2 separate regions of the Mus musculus genome follow, and region 1 is linked to region 2. A link is a contact called in public promoter capture Hi-C data. All regions are on one chromosome and are shown on one strand. Each heading gives the region's core, a stretch centred on a gene start, on an enhancer-like site or on the middle of the called end of the contact. The rest is flanking DNA. Distances are from core to core; before and after follow the strand shown.

Region 1 (3,186 bases), core at 116-2,615, 870 kb before region 2:
AGCATAACTTGTTCCATTCTAATTGGAGAACAAATGCATATCTCTCTCTCTCTCTCTCTCTCTCTCACACACACACACACACACACACACACACACACACACACGTACATACCTCAAGATTGCAAGAATATTAAGTATTGGGATACTAAATCGAATATTGACCACAGGTATAGCAGAAAGTCAACCTGGAAGCATCAAATTCACATAGTAAAAGGAGTATTTAGGTTTTGGGTGTTAGGTAGAGCTAATTTTGGATTGTTTTCCTACCTCAGTGTGTGACCGAGAATAGTTTTTACCCTCCAAAGTACATCTGCAAAGTGGACATGTTACAGCTTGCGTCATAGAACTGTTGAAAGGATTAAGATAATATCCAAAGTGCTTATCACGAAACAAAAGTTTAAAGCAAGCTTGTCTTTTAAAGAAAGTACAAATCTGGGCCTGTCTCGGAGGCCTCAGTGTGTCAGTTGAGGATGGTCTGAGTGCTGGGAGTCTGGGAATTGACCAGCTAGGCTCAGATCTTGTAGGCATCCAGAACCCCCAAACTTCTGGTGGAAATAACACTGCCTGGGGACACACTAACACCCTGTACACCAAACCTAAAACATTTGCCCTAACCGTTGTTTAGCTTCAGAAGCAAATGAAAGAAAAAGTGGCTGTGTGTTGGGGGATGGGGGAGGTGTGTTTTCCCACTACTTGGGAGAGAACCCTTGCTTTTCATCACATGAAAGCTCCACAGTCCCTGTCTCAGTTTTAGGAAGGTGACATCGGGTTTGTCAGAGTGGATTATTGGAGAGGCTGTTAATCTCTTTCAGACAGTGATGAAAAGTAGCGAACTAAAGTTGCAGCACGAAATTTACTCTGTAAACATTTCAAACAATCCTCAGCCTTAGCACCATTAGCTAATGTAGCTGGGTGGTGGTCTTGCCTGCTATTGAATGTATAGTTTACCTCTATTTAAATATTTAAATGATATTTGCAGTTTGAAAACTTAAAAGAGTTCAGACTCTTAGCGCCAAAACTTGAAACCACGTTTTTTTAGTGTTTAGCTGTGTTTCTTTCTGTTACCATACTCCTTTAAAACTACATCTCCCAGCATGCTTTGGAGCTGGTCTGACCTCATTTCAAATGGCCCCGTAGGGCAACAAGGCTGGTTACTTTTGACCGTGCTACTTGTGCCATGAAAAAATTGATCCCAATTGGCAGTTATTTGGTTTTTATATCTGTCAGGCACCTTTTTTGAACTGTGGTCATCAGTAGAAGGCATCTGGTCTGGAAGGGCCCATCCATCCCTGTAGTTGGACGAGGGACCAGGGAAACTGTCTCCGGCGATCTAAATAGGAGGGAATGTTGACAAGGGAGCACCGCTGGGGCTGAACAGAGGAGCAGGAACTGGAGCTCAGGCTGAGTCTGAAAACTGTTGGCTCCAGACTTTGGCTCGCGGACGGTTGGAAGTGGGAGATGGAGATGCCAGAGGAACCCGCCAACAGTGGGCATTCACTACCCCCGGTTTATATTTACAGTCCCGAGTATGTCAGCATCTGCGACTCCCTTGTGAAGGTCCCCAAACGGGTAAGAGAGGTCTGGATCAAAGACCACGGTTTGCGGGGATGGGGGTGGGAGGGTGTGAAAGGGAGTACATTAGGAAACGAGAAAACTGGACTGAAGGATACCTTCAGCAAAAATGTAACTAGCAGTGCCAGGCACGCCAAGCCGAGCAGAAGGAAGTGGTTCATTACCTTCAGAGAGCGCAGTGGGGCATCCAACGCTCGAGTGGGGGCGGGGGGCGGGGGAGGGGAAGGATTGGCGCAGAGGTGAGCGGAGTTACCAATAGGGGGTCCTGGACCACAAACTGTTAGGAGAGAGTATTCCATCACTTGCGTTAGTAAAGCTGGGGAGCTTCGAATCTTGGCGATTTTGAGACTCTGTGTTTGTCTTAAGTGTATTCTGTTAAAGTGACAGAAGGGAGAAGAGAGAAAGTAGTTAGTTCTCCGCGCAGGCTGTTGTTGTTAATGGCATTTCAGTACATTGAACCTTAAGGAGACTGCTCTGCCTTTCTTTGATGCTGTTTCAGGCCAGTATGGTCCACTCTCTGATCGAAGCCTATGCCCTGCATAAACAAATGAGGTAAGTGCGTTGACCTTTCTGAACATGATCATTTCTGAGGGCAGGCGTGTTCATAGCCTTAACACCTTGTCTCCTCCCAGTGGGACTAACCAGCGAGAAATGCTGCGTTCAAAAAAAAAAAAAAAAAAAAGCTTGTGTGGGAGTGGGGTGTTCATAGTCTTTGTTAGATGCTTGTACCGCCGGGAAAGCTTGAGAACAGTTGGGAAAGGCACACGAAGGGGTTAAGATCCCTTAGAAAAGAGACTTTGCTTCTAGACATGTGAGGAGGTGTTAAGCTGGAAAATGTTTTGTTTTATATTTGGTCTGGATTTTGTTTGTTTTCTAAAGCTAGATTTGGGGATGTGGGTTCAATTTGAGACTTAGATCTGCTACCCCACCCCCATCACCACCAAACTTTAACCTGGTCTCTGTTGACCACACAAGTAAAGCTAGCTACATCCTTCTCAAAAACAAGCCAAAAACAAGCTTTCTGTTGATTGCCAATTCTATATTTAATGTCATAAATGAAAGTATTATGGACCTGGCACATGTCAAATCAGGTTTTCTCATTACTGACCAACTACGTGACTGGCTAGATCACCTAATGCTGCATTTTCTTCACAGAAAGTAATATAATAGGTTTTCATATTTTATTCTTAGTATTAAGTCATTTTTAGTGTGTACATTCTTTTGGAATGTGTTGTTGTTTTGAGACAGAGTCTCACTGTGTAGTTCTGGCTAGCCAAGAACTGTTAACATCAACCAGGCTGGCCTTGAATTTACCAAGAACCACCTGCCTTGCCTCCCAGGTGCAGGATCAGCAGGTTTGCAGCACCATACCCTTCTAGGAATGTTTTCCTCCCTATGCTTAATTCCTATGGTCATCAAAATAACTACTTGTCTTTCCTTAAAAGTATTTTAACACTTTTCTGAGCCTGGTGGTACAGGCCGTTAATTCTAGGCCTTTGGAAGGCTGAGACAGGAACATCACAACTTCAAAGCCAGCTGGGTAACTTAGCCACACCCTGTCTCAAAATACAATTTTTAAAGGGGTTTAAGATAGTGTTCAATGTGTAGAACACT
Region 2 (2,992 bases), core at 199-2,698:
AGACACTGAGAAACAATAACCTCTCGGGAACCTTAGAGCTGCAGCCTGGTTCCCCATCCCCTCCCGCCCCAAACAGCCTCAATCTGGAAAGGCAGTTGAAGGACACTCCTACAATTTGGTTGTTTTCTTATTTTCTGTAGCAAAGGCTTGGAGATGCATCGTTGAAAAGAGGCAACCGCTTTGCACTTGTGCAGCTACACTCCAGTTGCTTTACAAACTCTTCAAGCAAGGATGGAAACTTAAAAAAGAAATAATAATGCACACCCTATGGATAAAGAGATACTGGGCTAAAGAATGGGGATGAAAACCCAGAGGCCATGGCGGAGGAATACATAGAGAAAGTAACACAAAGAAAGAGAATTAGGAGGGCGGGCAGGGTGGTCGCCGCCAAGCAACACACCGAGGTGGTTTCTTCCCTGAGGATAAGAAACGACTGTCGGGCTGGCACGTTCGCAGAGGAAGGGTGTGGTTGCAACAAGCAGGGAGGGCTGACCAGGGTAGGAAACTCCGTACTGGGGCAGCGGGTGCAATTGGGTGATGGCTAAGAGAACCCCTGGAAATTTCCAACCTAAATCGGGGCCGCTCAACCCAAGAACACAAGGCGCTGCCCCGGCGGGGTGCGGGCTCAAGTAGCTCTTCTTGGTGCTACTTGGAAGCACACCGAGGAGCCTTCGCTAGTCATGCCTGATGCAAAGTGAGGCTAGGATTACACCGAAATAGCATCCCCGCCCTAGCCTGGCAAAGGAGGACCAAATGTGGCTAAGGGAAAGGGGCTTTGGGGAGGAGGTGGAAGCGCACGGGAGGGAGCGACGGGCTGAAATTGAGGGAGAAAACAGTTGCGACGGGAGACAGAAATTGCAGAGATTCCAATGCAGCCCATTCCAAGACACACTAAGCGCGCACGTGTGCTATAGATTCGTCCCGAGAGAGAAGGCTACAACACTGATGGGATAAAGCAACAACGAAAAAGCCCCCAAAGCAAGCAAAATGCAAGCAAGCAACTAGAGAATGTTTACGAACGGACGGCAGCACCAAACCCGATCAGATAGCAGTAGAACTCGAGAGCTCAGTAATGCCACTGATGTAATGGGGATGGTCAGAGGGAAGTAATGAAAGATACAAGACGGCGCCAGACCCCAAAGGGACGTCTGCCAGAGTAGAATGGGACACTAGTACCTGTACTGTCGGCCACGTTGCCCACGGAAGACGCCATCTGGAGCTTCTTGAGATAGAACAAGGGGTAATTGACTTCTACTGCCGCCACTACTGACAAGAATGGTTCTAGAAGTAGCAGAAAAAAGGCAGCAGCCGTATCAGTGTTTTGAAGGGCTCAGGGGGCGGCACAGAATACTGAACTCGAATCTTAGGAACTCTTGGTAGACATCTACCTCTCACTGTCTTGAAATGGCGGCGAGGGCTCCTCGACCGAAACAACACAAGCCGGAACTACTTTCTGTTATAATCAAGTACCCCGCGGAGGTAGCGCGTAACAAGACTACCGACCAAGTGACTGTAATCAAAGTCATTTGCTCTTACGTAACCTTCCGCCCAAGGTCCATTGCGACAAACATGACTGTAGAGAGCGCATGCGACAACCCTGTCTAGGCAACTCCGGGTTAAGGGCTCCCTATGGGGCAAGAGCCAGCAAGTTTTTAAGAGCAAGGCGGAAGGGCAAAAAACGCCCGTCGATTACTTTTTTTTTTTTTTTTTTTTTTTTTTTTTTTGGCAAGCGCTAAAGTACGAGTCTACTACCTGGTCAGTGATGTCGATGTTAGAATGTCAGAGCGTCTAGAAAAGTTTAATTAACTCCATTCAACAGAAAAGGGTAGTTTACACGACCAACGTGTTAGTTCTAAGCAAGTAAACGCGAATATTTGCGTTTCAGAGACGGGGCTGTTCAAAACAATGGGGGAGCCGGTTCGATTTGAATGCTTTTTGATTCAGACTCCACCCATGAATTTAAGTACTTTGATGAGAAAAACGGACAGTCTCCCTGAGCTGAGTGAACCCAAATGTGTTCGATTTGAACCATATAACCCTAAAATTCAAAATCGTTTGTGAGATTCGGGATGGTAACAGGGTAAATGCTAGGAGTTTGCATGTCAAAAGCAACCACAGAAATGTTAAAGAGGATGCCTTTTTCCTCAAAATTCCTGATCCTGAATTGTGACCTTGTTTCGTCAGAATCATTAAGGACTGCAAATGCCTTGGAGCTTAAGGCAATTCAACAAAGCAAACTGTGTTCCTTTGCCTTCTTCCTAAACCACACAACTACAATGAATTTCCAATTGCCTTCCTTTGACAAAACAGCTCTTTGGATCCTCTTACGGTTTCAAGCCCAGTGTTTGGACATTTTTGTCACATTGTTATTAATTTATATTTCCTGCCTTGTTCCTTGACAGTTTTAAGACACGTCACTAAGTGATTATTACAAGCCACTGGGGACTACAGTTAGCTCTCTTAGAGTCTTTCCGTTTCAAAACTCTTTGATCTAGGAAAAATTAGTGAGCTTGTGTAAAAATGTTTGCTGTCTAGCTCCTTGGTGAAATAAAAAACAAATCCTCAAAGGCTGTTTCAGTTTCTTGAGATTGCCAAACAACCTATGAACTTTGGATTATGAGTGCAGAAAAAGTTGATAATATTGTTCATTTCTTCTGCCCCACAGAACCACAACATGTAGTAAAAAAGAAAGCTTGCCATTCAAACTCTCCTGGATATTGATTGGCCTTATCTTTTCATTTGATACACCTGGCAAGCCCCAAACCCACCAAGTGATCCACCTTTGTTGAAAGAACTCAGCTTTTCCTCATTAAGAAAGGCAACTCAGATTCTACTAGCAGATGTTTAGGCCTTCTTGATTAGTGCGTGATAGTTAATTAAGTAAAAAGTCGTTAAATGTCAGGTCATGCTCCCAGTCGGACAGCTATTTGACTCATAGAAAACTGATCTGGGGTTCCCTCATCTGAAAGGAGTCTCACGCTGCTATGAAAAA

The links. Promoter capture Hi-C pulls out the DNA fragments that hold promoters and counts their contacts.
Region 1: a contact with region 2 is called in a promoter capture Hi-C map of pre-B cells, with 6 times the contacts expected there. The contact joins the promoter of Hdac8 here to the promoter of Ogt in region 2. A contact is called at or near these places in 3 of 39 promoter capture datasets (erythroid cells, liver and pre-B cells).

What each region holds. Positions count from the first base shown.
Region 1 is chrX:102,503,337-102,506,522 of GRCm38.p6, reverse strand. It overlaps Hdac8 (histone deacetylase 8), which reads left to right and starts at 1,365. Exons shown (of 11, transcript NM_027382.4): 1 at 1,365-1,569; 2 at 2,072-2,124. The coding sequence starts at 1,459. It overlaps Gm32262 (a long non-coding RNA gene), which reads right to left. Exons shown (of 14, transcript XR_003953070.1): 14 at 1,197-1,944.
Region 2 is chrX:101,638,507-101,641,498 of GRCm38.p6, reverse strand. Ogt (O-linked N-acetylglucosamine (GlcNAc) transferase (UDP-N-acetylglucosamine:polypeptide-N-acetylglucosaminyl transferase)) reads right to left here and starts at 1,448. Exons shown (of 22, transcript NM_139144.4): 1 at 1,177-1,448. The coding sequence starts at 1,213.